Linked DNA regions of Dromaius novaehollandiae: region 1 is linked to region 2. The links are chromatin contacts, called in public Hi-C maps. All regions are on one chromosome and are shown on one strand. Each heading gives the region's core, a stretch centred on a gene start, on an enhancer-like site or on the middle of the called end of the contact. The rest is flanking DNA. Distances are from core to core; before and after follow the strand shown.

Region 1 (6,021 bases), core at 2,629-5,128, 300 kb after region 2:
TTAATCAATAGTTTGTTTCTGGTCACTGAGATTTAGAAGGGGCAAATTTCATCCTCTTGCACTTCTATTATTCATTATTTGTAAGGAAAAAAATTTTTTTCATTTCCCAGTGAATGATTGGTTCACTAGCTATAATCAATGTTTCTTCACTTCGATTGCAAAATATTTTAATAAATTTACTCTCCTTCCTATGTATCCTCATTACCTGACATAATATTCTCTAGTTTTAAAAATGCTTCTTTGCAATTTTTGCAAATATGGTTGAATACATATTGCAAGGAAAAATCTAGGTAATCTACTAAGTGTATTAACTACTTTTCCTAACAAGAAAGTTAAAATTAGGAGCATACAGAAACATGAACAATCATGAGCAAAGTCATTTAATTGCTTAATTAAATATTTATAGTGTTTGATTAGTAAAAAGTACTAATCTGTGCTAAAATTACATTTAGTTGCAGACCACTGTGTTTTAGTATCACAAAGGAGAACGCAATTTTTCTTCTGAAAAATAAAAAAGTACAAATGGAAAACAAAATTAAAATAGATAATTTATAGGTCTTCTGCTTGCTTTTAAGTTTGTCCTGCCTGGCACATTACAGTTGTGTGTACAAGGTTGCTCAGGACAATAGGCATTCCTAATAGGAAACAGCTGGGTTCCAAAGTGTTAACTGAAATAAAAGCAGTGAGCAAACTTGTACTGTTTTCAAAATATAAGCAAGCTCAGCTATTGCCAAAAAAGCAAAAAGCACTATTCTCTGCTGAACTAGAATTTCAGCATTTTAAACAAATCACTTTTTAATCTAGTTCATACACCACATGTAAAATAAGATTTTGTTCGTTTTTTAGGGCTTATATCTGTTAAACCTCAGAGCAGGGAACACTGATACTCCACTAATGAGAATTAAAGAAGAATCTCATGAAATCCCAAAGTCCATTATACATTATTAGAGAAACAGTCTACGAATGAGAAAATACTTTAAAAAAAAGAAAAGAAAAGAAAAGAAAAAAAAAAGGCAAGAGGAAAAAGATGCTAATTCTTTATTTGGGAAATACTATTCAGTTACCATTAACTCACAAGATGTGCGGTTAATTGGTCTCCTGTAGATTTGTGAGATCACATTTTTCTTGAAAACAGATGGTGATTAAACTGCTCAGCAAAGAAACTTCCTTTGATCTTGCTAAATGAATGTATACACACGAACTATGCATTTTCCTACAGCTGCATATTGTATCTTGAGTCAATTCAAATCCAACCTTTTCCCATAGATTAGCAGCTCCCAAACAGCAGGAGCTGAAGGTGCTTCTGTCTCCTTCAGCATACGTTTCTCTCCCTGTGCCCCCGTGAAGGCGAGCACGAGCTGGTGGGTGCCGGGCCAAGGACAGGGAGGCATGGATGGGGTGCTCGTGCTTGCCTGGCCGCAGATGCTGCCACTCTGGCCCGAGCAGCTCTTGTGCTTTTGCAGTTCAGTTTTTTTGGTCAGGAGGAGCTTGCAGCTACTCTAGAGCAAGCTGTGGCAAGGAAGAGGCTGCTTTTGGGCTTTCCCAGATCTTCCCCTCAGCAAGAGCCTTTCCAGCCACCCGGCAGCCCCAGTTTAGTTCTTGCCACTTCCTCTCGTGGTGCTCTGCCACGCACCCCATAGGAGGCACGGATGGCTCCTGATGGGCTCCTGCCTGGGAGCTATGGCCCTAGATGATCTAGCACTCAAAACACTTGGTCCTTCAGCCTAAGCATTGACTGCACTTCAGGGCTGGGGTGTACAAGACATGAAGAGTCAGACCTAACCTGATTATGTATGTTTCTTATAGTTCATCCTACAGAAAGAGAGACAAAAAAAGATGTATTAAGAGCATCTTTGCTTTAGAGTAAAGCAAGCCTGGACTGAACAGCAAAGAAAGATTTTGCTTATATGCAACCTATTCAAATGCACGATAGCAGTGTAAAGGCAGTGGTATTTTATCTATCCAGAGATGTGCACTCATCTAGTTTATATTCAGTTAATAATATTTTTACAGTATGTATTTGTATCTGATGGGCTAAAGCCCTTAATTTTATATTCTTTTCAAGAATTAGCATGGAATTCACGTTTTCCTATTTACTGAGCTACCGGACTATGCTAGTTTTCTGACTGCATAAAGGATACATCCAGTACTTCTGAGGTTTTGGGATTTTTTTTAACGCTGTCCTTTTAAAAAATGCAATGCTTTCTGTATGTTGCTTGATACAAAAAAAAACCCAACAACAGATTTCTTACCAAGGTCCCTACAATGAGATCCACAGAACCCACTGACTTGAAAAAATGCCTGAGGACAGGCAGCATCAGCCGTTACCAATTGCCGTACCGCCCATAGCTATGACCATTTACATCTGCAGAGGATCTGCCCCCAGGAAGGTTACACAGAGCTAGCTGAAGGGATGCTCAGGTGTGGTACAGGAGGCTCTTTGCAGCTGGTAATCTCCATTACCAGGACGTGGCCTATAACAGCAACAGAAAGACACTACTGCATTTCTCTGCAATCTGTACCTGTTCTGTGGGTCTGATTTAGCTCCAGCCGCAGTCCCTCAAATCAAAGCATTGACTGCAGTGGTCAGTCCTTTGTTGTCACTTACTATCACAAAATTTACTTTTTAAAATGAGAAAGAGCTTCCAACTCTGGCAGTAATGGACATACTGAATACTTTTAATATATCTATATATATTTGGAAAGTATTTGAGAAAAAGTGTTTTGTCTTTTTTTATACAACTTTTAGCCAAATAGAAATATTCTGATTATTACTTCTGTAGATATATGTCCACCTGTAAATAAATTCATATATTCAGGTACCTGAACCTGGAGGAAAAAATAATAATAAAGACTGTTCACCGGCTATGCGTTTTGCTAGCTTTCGGTTCCTTTGTACATAGGAAGTAACTGTTTAAATGTTGGGTGGGTTTTTTTTTCTTTTTAATTTAATTGCTGTTCCTCTAAAGAAAGAAGAAGAAGAAAAAAATCTTTTGACTTTGTTTTCTCTTTTCTGAGTTAATACGAAGATTTTCTAACTTTTTACTGCAGAAACGGATAAATACCTGGTGCTATGTGAATTTGAGTCAGACTGGCCATAACAGACACACCAGTTAGGATGCACTTTTCCTATGGCACACAATGTATTCTCTCAGAATGGACTTTCAAAGGACCATCAGATGTTTACATTTCTTCTTGTTGCCCCAAATAGTTTTGAATACCGAAGTATCTCCCAGAAAACAGAGAAAGACATGATGCATTACTGATGTAATGAAACCTTACATTTAGGTATCTATGACAAGTTTGTACAAATACCATTTTAGAGATAGTTGAAATATTGGGCTTTCATACTTTGTAATGCTTTGATGTGACAATACGTATGCTGTTGCTATCTAGTCTAACCTCATTGTAGACCTGTAATTTCCTGTTTATGGTTATGTCATGAATTGCACTGGCTTGAATTCAGCCCGATACTGGCTGTCCAGCTGAAATACTCTGACTGTTATGATGTCCACAAAACATTAATTAAATGCACTTGTAACTGACTAACTACCAAGGAGTATGTAAAATTATTCGTGTAATAAAACCCTTTGTGTATAACTTTTTCCTCTTTGTTTACGTAAAATTTAATTCTTCAACAACCGTGAATGCCAGCGCATCTGCCAAGGATCAGCTCAAATGAATGATAACCTTTGCATGGCCTCCATTATGAACAGCAGTTTTACAGCATGAACCTGGACGTGGGAAACTGCCTCTTAAATTATGGTGTGATGTATAAGTAGCTGCATTATGGTCAAAGGGAAGGAATTCACTCGTGTTCATGCTGTAATGTTCATGCTGTAAAACTGCTCCTCCTGATGCATTAAGCTGTCAACACCTGTTTCCTGTCCTGCTCTTGCCTGGCAGTAGAGGCACAGCCTCCCTACGTGCATGCAGGGAACACTCCTCATATGCAAAGTTTCATTTGAACGGGACATTGGTAAAGCTACTGAAGCTCCTGCTTTAAACTGAGAGAGACATTCCTGAAACAGGGAGTAGTTTGGGGTTGGGGGGAGCTATAAACTAGTAGTATTTCTGCCCAAGTTCACAACTCCCCTTCTAGCTTTGTTAGGTCATACGTAGCTTTTCTTTGGCTAATACATTCTGCAAGTCCAGCTCCAATATAAATAGCAAGGCTATTAAATTTAATGAGTTGCTTTTCTCTGCCTAGGCAGCACCTCCTCACCACACACATGCATACAGAGTCTTCCACCTGTAGGAAAGGATGTCTCTAAACTAACCTGTTCTCAAATGCAGGCTCAGAACAATAGAGAGACCCTACGCTGCTGCCCAGCACCATCCGTTCTCACTAACGCTCAGGCTTCTTGTCCAAATGGTTCCTCCTCTACCAGGCAGTGAATCCAGCAGGTCGCCGGCACTGCTGGAGTGAGCGGCAGTCTTTGGTCACTTCTGCTGGCGGAGTCTCTCGTCTTCGAAGTCCAGCTGCTGCCAGGCAGGCACCCAAAGCTGTCTAACTTGTAGCCTCAGAGACCTGCGACTAGGCAAGTAAAATTTCTTCAGCCAATTCCTCTAGGTATAAAAAGGAAAGGATTTGAAGTCATATAATTAGCAAGTAGGTGTTTTAGTGGTATTTCAGATTAAATCCCGCTAAATAAATGCCACTTTAAGAGATGATAATCTCTGCTGTAATTGATGTTCCTAAAGACAGACACATAGACCATTACAGTTGCCTTTATGCAAATAACGTTTTCTAATTTTGTACAGAGCAAACACATTAAAAGAAAAAGTATTTCAGTTTAGCCCAGAGAGCTACACTCCCTCTTCTCCACTCCCCCACAGGCTTTGTCTCTTTTTGAGGTAATTCTAAAAAGCTTTTAAGAAGTGACTGTCTTACGTACATTTGGATTAGAAATATTTTAGATGGTCAGCTACTTGCTTTAGAAAGTTTTGAGACAGAATGACTCCTCTGCCTGCACCAAAAACTTCCTCTAACCTCCACTCATTTCTTTTAGCCAAAATAATTTGCTGATTTCAAATTTGGGTTTCAAATACTCTTGGTTGCACAAAAAAGTACATCTTGTTGTCGAAAGATTCTATGCATTTTGCACTTAAAATGTTGCCATCCTCTTTTCTTTTATAATGGTACTTTTGCGACCTGTTCTCCAAGTCAGGTGCTACAGAATCACTATGATATAATTTTACTTCTTCTCCTGTAAGGTTCTGGTAGAAAGCTGCTGCTCCCAAAACAATTTATTAGAAATGAAAATACTACTTAGAAAACAGTAACATTATTTTGGTGCCCCTTAATTAAATGCATTATTTTCTACTTTATTTGCTTTAACTGCCAACATTTTTCTCCCCCTTACACCCACTCTTTTTCATGATGCCAAGAAAAATATTTAGGTTATAAAAATTACAGTATTGGTTTGAAGACCAAGCTATATTGCTTTTTATGGCTGTCAAAATGAAAAATAAACATTATACTAAGATTTATGTTCTAAATTTAGCTTTAAAGAGGAGAAAGAAAGAGAATAAGAACTTGCACATTCCTTAATTGTGTTTTCCTGCTTGTCCCCAGATGATACCACCATGAAAAGATGAAGGTTTTATTTTGTAATTGCTGGGGAAGGAAAAGAGAAGAGATTTCAAACACATTCATTTTAACACAAGGCAGATGACAAACAAATTTCTCATAATGCTTTGTCTCAGCTTTGTCTTAGCTTTGTCTTGTAGTCACCATAGTACGTCTTGCTCTGAGACAAGGCTTCATTGAATTTTTTTGCCAGATTGTAAAAAACAAAACAAAACAAAACAAAACAAAACATGGAGCAGGAGAAAGGGAGGAAACATTACCGAGGATTGGGTTAAACTACCGAACTTGTTTTTAAACCAGCCTTATGGGATAATTCCAAGTTTCTAGAACTGACTTAGCACCAAGCTTTAACTTCAATATTTTCCAATAATATGTGATCATTCCCTTTTGGTTACAAGACTATGGTGACCCTTCCTTTCCAGACCTTT
Region 2 (6,323 bases), core at 1,885-4,384:
TTAAAGTAGAGAGCAAAAGGATTTTTAAAATTCTGAAAAAACTACCTGAAAACGGAAGGCGCATTACAAGTTAAGTATAGTGCCCAAATATTTTATTTTTGAAACATTTACAAATATAAAAGTCATATATTCAAACCCATATAATGCAATACCACGCGCAGCATCCAAGTTCCAGACCCATGTCTGCCAACTAGAAGGGCTGTAAACTCTTCACTTGGAAAATAATCAGCTCTTAGAAAGTGAAGAGTTCAGAGCTGTAGCTCTTGGTGTCAGAGAAATAAATTGTTTTGGTTTTACACTGTGAAAAGCATTAAGCTTTACGGCTTAGGTCTTAATACATCACAGTTAGAGACAAGGATGGGAAATGCAGAGGCATGGGAAAGGGAGAAGGAAGCATAGTCAACACTGTAATGACAAAGCCAAGTACATTCCACACTCTTGACATTCCCACTGATTCACTAAATATATGAAAGTTCAAGAAAAGGATCAATAATAATAAAAACTTTAACGGGCTACATGCCATATTGGGCCATTAAGGCACAGCAGGAAAGAAGATGCAGCCAGGGAAGAGGACAAAAGCAGATTAGAGCCATCTGTTCACAGCCTAGACTCTGGGCTGCTTCCAGAACTGACAAAATTTTCACCATCAGTTCCCTCCCTATTCACAGAATCACAAAATGGTGAGGTTGGAAGGGACCTTTAAAGATCATACGGTCCAAAATACATCATTTGTCACAGATCAGTTGACCTCATTTTGTAAGTCCTTCTGCACATGAAAAGTCTTATCCTTGTGAGCTGTTCCTTCACACTCAGTAAATACATAGCAAGTTACTCAGAGGCATAAGCATCTAAAGCAATCAGCTTTCTAGTCTCAAGATTAAGATGCCTCTGCCAGAGATAATAAGATGGACAGAATGTGAACATATTTTTACATTCAAACAGAGCTACATTCACTGGAATTCCACCTGAGCTGCAAGGGCACACAAGTATGTCGCTTCAAATGTGGACTCTAGCCTAAAATTAAGTCAGCTTTTTGATCTAAGATCCAGCAGTTCTAACTGTAGTATGAAGATATATATACACATTTCTCTATACATTAGTCTGTTAATAATTCCCTCTTCCTTTTTTCTTCTTAACTGTACAACATGTAGCTGTGGACCAGAACCAAAACAAAGCAGTCACAATAAAAAAAACAGAGAAGATAATACTACCATAACAACCCAAATCTGGAAGGACTTTCTGTAAAGATTAAAAATAAACTCCTTACCAAACATAACATCTACAAGTGGTTCAGACCCATCATGTCTTACATCAGCAGTCACTTCACAGTTCCTGTTGGTGTCATAGATTTTTTTATGGTATATTCGTTGAAGAAATATTCTGAAAATACATTTGAAAATGTATTAAGTATATTACAGATATTTCTATAATTAATTTTAATAGCTTGACGTTGCTAGCTGATGAAAGTATAAATAAAATAGGATTTTCATTTAATAATTTCAGACATGTACTTCTTACGAGAGAATCACTCTCAAAAATTCAAATGGAGGTGTTATGTGCTATTATGTAAAAAGCATACTAAAGAATTTTTCAAAAATTCAGTGTATGCACTTTCTGCATTTCTCTCAGCTTGGTTACTAATATAAAAAATGCAGAATCAGCAAAGCCATTCTCATTTTTCCTTATACAACATTTACTTACCACTGTTTTATTGTTTGGGTTCAGACCGCATTTAGTTATTTAACAATATCTGTTTCCAGTAGGTTTCTCATATGTATGAAATCTACTTGACATTCAGTTGACTTAAAAACATTCTAGATTAGGTTGTGTTAACAAGACCATTTTAATAGTAGATGTGTGTGTAAATGGAAAATGCCATTTTATATTCCTTCCATGCAGAACTGGCAGAGGTTGCATCACTCCAGAAGCATAATTTCTTAGATCTCTCGAGCAGCCAATTACCAAGACACAGCAGCAGGTGTTTCCTCCTTTCTCTCCCATTACAAGCATTTGGACCAGTAACTTTAGTCCCACACCTACATCCTCAGCAACTGAGAGAGCAGCATCTCTATGAGTAGACTGGAAAAGTTAAACACATACATTGATATGCAAGAGTCTATACTCAGACATGGAGATCCTCTACAAATCTGCTTAAAATTAATGCTGTGCACATTCTGACAATACTTAGCATAAACATAGCCTTTAAGACAAATACAGTGTCTTCTCAACCATTATAAAACGTTAAGGTTCTGTCTTGACTAAACTAAACTATGAAGCCATGCTAAATGCAGGCCCTCAAAGACCAAGATTGTGAAAGTTATATAAAGCATATAGTGAACGTAAAAGCTGGTGAAAGGGAAGTTCTTCTTCAAAGAATGAACAAAAAAACGCCCTTTTCTTACAGATTCACTCCCGCTATGTGTTCTTTCTTACACTTGCTATAGCACCAGCAAACTGTATGGTTTTGCAGTGGCAGTAATTTTAGCTGCTGCCTTTTACTTCTACTACCAATGTAGTCAGGGCAACAGTTGGAGTGGCTCTGGCCTCTACTCCGTCCTTTTTATTTAGGGAATTACTTTTTGTGTTCCTAAGCGCAACTACGAGAAAACCCAGCAAACATCGTTGTGGAGGAGTCACCAAGACAGGGCTCTGTGGAGGGGCCTAGGGCACAGGCCGCACTGGGGTCACTTTAGGTTTTAATTTACAGCATAACTATTAAAAAGTGCTAGTTAGGATAACCCCAGCCCCCAAAATAAATAAATAAAATTATAAAACCAAAAAGGGAAAAGCATAAAACCAAAAGCCCACGAGGATTGGGCGTACGAGGGGCGCTCTTTAAACTGAAGCTGCGGAGGGAGCCCCGAGGCCCGGGGGAAGATGGCGGCGCCCACCGGCCGCCTCCCTCCGCAGCGAGGCCCGAGGCACCGCGGCCCCACAACCGGGACGGCGAGAGGCGCCGCGGGGCCGGGCCGGGCCGGGCGGGCGGCAGCAGACTCTCACCTTGTGCTCTCCACGTTGGGCTCGAACGGGCAGAAGCGGACCAAGATACTCTTCACGGGCCGAAGTGCCACCCGGATCTTGGACGCCATGTTCCCTCCGCCTCCCCTACTACAACTCCCAGCAGCCCCCTCGCTGCAGCAGGAGGGAAAAGGCGCCGGCGCGTCCTCGGCCCCCACGGGGCTTCTGGGAAATGTAGTGCGGGGAGCGCGCCCCTCCGGCCGCCATGTCCACCCCTTCCCTCAGGGGACGGGCAGGCTCCCAGTGCCCGCTGCGCTGCGGGACTGGCTTTCGCCTGAAGCAAAGCGGCCTGATGGGGAAAAGACCCTCGTTGTGGGGCCGGCGGAGTGTGTGTACTCCTCTGTGCGCTACATGCTAAGGGGTGGGCTTGGGGGAAGCGTTTCCCCTCGGGGTGGACCTTGGGAGAGTGGAAAGCTGTGGTGATCCCTCACCTAGAAGAAAGCTCATTTGCAGTCAACGGAGAGAGCGAGACCAACAGACCAACCTGTCCCGACTCCACTTTTCACTGCATAGCCCTCAAAATGCCAAATTTAGGCATGACTTTACATACCCAAATATAAGCGGTGCAAATACCTGCTGTGGGTATGTGAGGATTCGCTCAAGCAGAATCCATTGCAGTTGTTATTATCATAATGATTTTACGTTTACCTCTTCCAAACCAGTGCATGATTGTGGATGTGCGAAGCAACAGCTTTCTGCCCCATGTCTTTGGAATTACGACTTGATTAGCATTTATGTTTCTTCTGATAACATTCATTTTTTGTGCAATGTACTAAATGAAGTATAACTGGAACAATTACCGTAATGTATTCCTGTCATTGCAGCTGCGATGTTCTAAGGATATGAAAAAAGATGAGGTGCATAGGTAGAGGTAATACTTTTTATTAGACTAGTAGGTACACTTAAGAAAAAATTGTGTTTTTTTTTTTAAGAAGAGGTGAGGTTGCTGAGGAAGTCTGGCTTTTGTTTGCTTCATGCTGATTCTGCTCCGTATTGGGTGACAGCTTCTGATATCTTCCAGAAGTAGTGTAATAGCCAATATGCTTGGATAAACAAGGGTATGAATGAGGATAAATGAGGAGTAGCCAATATGACTAAAGATAAGTTAGAGGCAATATTTTGCAATATATCAAGAAGTAGAGTTTTTTTATTAAAAAATACTATGGAAGTAAATACATTTTTCTAATGGTTTAGATAGAGCAGTTACATACTTCGTCTTGAAACAAAGGTTTTTAGATATTCAGGTATGTATTCATGTCATTCATATATTTTCCACTAGGTGGCGGAAATCTCCTTGATAAATTGTTAAACGGTCTCACTACTTTGTTCTGCTGAGTACTGAGATCTTGTTAAGGATTAGGTATAGGGTGGAATAAACCCAGTAGTAATGGTATTTAAACACGTTGTGAATTGCTGTGGAACGTTCAATACAAACCTATGTTTCCAATCTACAGGAAATACATAAAATATCTAGCATCCTTTGTAAAGCATAACCTATTTATATTTATTGGAAGTTCTTTTTTTAAATCACATAATCTTTGAGAAAACTTATCCTTTTCATTGAGATTTAGCCAATATAAATGAAGTAGCAAAAATAAATTCAGAGGAATCAATACAGTTTTAATGTTTTTATTCTTACTCGTATGTGTCATAGTCTTTGCACAATGGGAAAAAATACATTTCTGTGAGATATCTTTTGAAAGAAATCCCCTCTTTAACCAACAATGGCTGATTTATTTTTAATTTTGCCTGAGTAAGATATGAAGGTTCAGATCCAGAACAAGATAAACAGAATGTTTTATATTTTAGAAGGTAAACTTGTAGCTTACAAAATTTCAACATAAATTTCTTAATTGTAACATGAAGATATTTATTCATTCTATTTAAAATCTGTAGCAAAATTTCCGCCAGCTTTTATGGAGCATTACAGGGATAACAGCAACAAAGGAATGAGGAAGTAAGAATGATCACTGATTGTCCTACGGGCTCCCTTCCTCACACTAGTGGTACTGTGGCACTTACTGGCTCCAAAATAAGTGTGGCAAAAATATTTTTATATTTTCGCCTATTGTGTTTTGATAGTAGTTTCATGTAGAATGTGCTTAGCTTATTTAGCACAATTCAATGAAAAGAAAATTTTGTCTTCTCATTTCCACACTCAGATCAGTTAACTTTTTAACATTTATTGTCAGCAATAGAAGTTGCATCTTTCCTCTTAAGCCATCTTTTTGGAAGAACTGAAAACCATCTGTGCTCTTGCAAAAAAAATTTTTTTTTTTTTTTGAAATCTGAAAGATTTGTAATAACATGAAAGAATATCTATTTGGTAACTGAAAAACTCTATATTCTTTTCCTCCCTTGATAGGATAGAATATAACTGAAATGAAACCAAGGGAGCTGATGACTATGAGTATGAATATCCTGAACTTGGATCCTCACCATACTTGAGGACAACCAAGTTTTTTTTCTACATTCACACTAAATGCAGAAAGTATAGTTTGTGATAATGATCATTCTAGTAAAACAGTGCTAACTTTTGCAGTAAGTAAATGAGATAGATAGCCATCAAAGTGACACATATTTAAAAAAACAGTTCCTTCACCTGCCTTTCAACCCAGGTTAACTGCAGTCTGTTGGACTACCCTGGTTTTAAACCAGAGTAACCAATTGACCTCTGAAGAACAATTTTAATTGCCATTTCAGGATATCTCATAACAACTCATCTGTGAAAGACCTTGAATCAGTCCCTCCAACTCTAGCAAGTAATTTGGGAATTCTGAAACATCTGCATTTGAGACTGTTCTCCAGGGACGTCCCTTGGAAGCTGAATGATTCATGATTCTTCTACCTAGTGATAACCACACACATTCCTAAAGTATAATAACATGAACAGATATAAATGTTATAATATCATAATAAAAATAATTTTAACATTCCTTTCACCAGGCTGATCTTTTTTTTATAAATATTTTCTCATCCCAAGTCTACAGACTCACGTCATTAGTTTCACTGCAGTCTAGTCACAACCCCATAGGTGATTTGTATCTAAGCATCACACATAGCAAGCAAAAAAATGCAGCAATTTTTTTACACTCTCATTAGGAAGACAGGCAGAAAAAGATTATAATTTTAGTTATAGTCAGTGAATTTTCCTCTTTTCTCATTGCTTCTCCCAGTTCTCTTAGATCCAGGGAGGATTCTTTTTCCCTTTTCTTTCTTTATCACTTTCATTTTCTGTAATGTTTTCTGACTACATAAAGGCCCATATTTCAGAGCTCTTGGAATCCAATTTCTCCATAGTTTGG

What was found. Hi-C and Micro-C count contacts between places; a contact is called where the count stands out from the background.
Region 1: a Hi-C map of ovary shows a contact between it and region 2, with 3 times the contacts expected there. The contact joins the enhancer-like site here to the promoter of MRPL53 in region 2. A contact is called at or near these places in 2 of 4 Hi-C or Micro-C datasets (brain and ovary).

What each region holds. Positions count from the first base shown.
Region 1 is chr2:124,827,628-124,833,648 of bDroNov1.hap1, forward strand. LOC135327595 (a long non-coding RNA gene) reads left to right here. Exons shown (of 2, transcript XR_010387932.1): 2 at 3,052-3,605. Among named protein-coding and RNA genes, the nearest start is that of ZBTB10, 81 kb to the right of the region's middle. Within about 2 kb of position 3,879, at least 2 of the 2 cell types and tissues checked have open chromatin away from gene starts, as enhancers often do.
Region 2 is chr2:124,525,592-124,531,914 of bDroNov1.hap1, forward strand. It overlaps MRPL53 (mitochondrial ribosomal protein L53), which reads right to left and starts at 3,135. Exons shown (of 3, transcript XM_026100688.2): 1 at 3,001-3,135; 2 at 1,268-1,380. The coding sequence starts at 3,089. It overlaps LOC112983525 (a long non-coding RNA gene), which reads right to left. Exons shown (of 4, transcript XR_003259251.2): 4 at 4,154-6,323.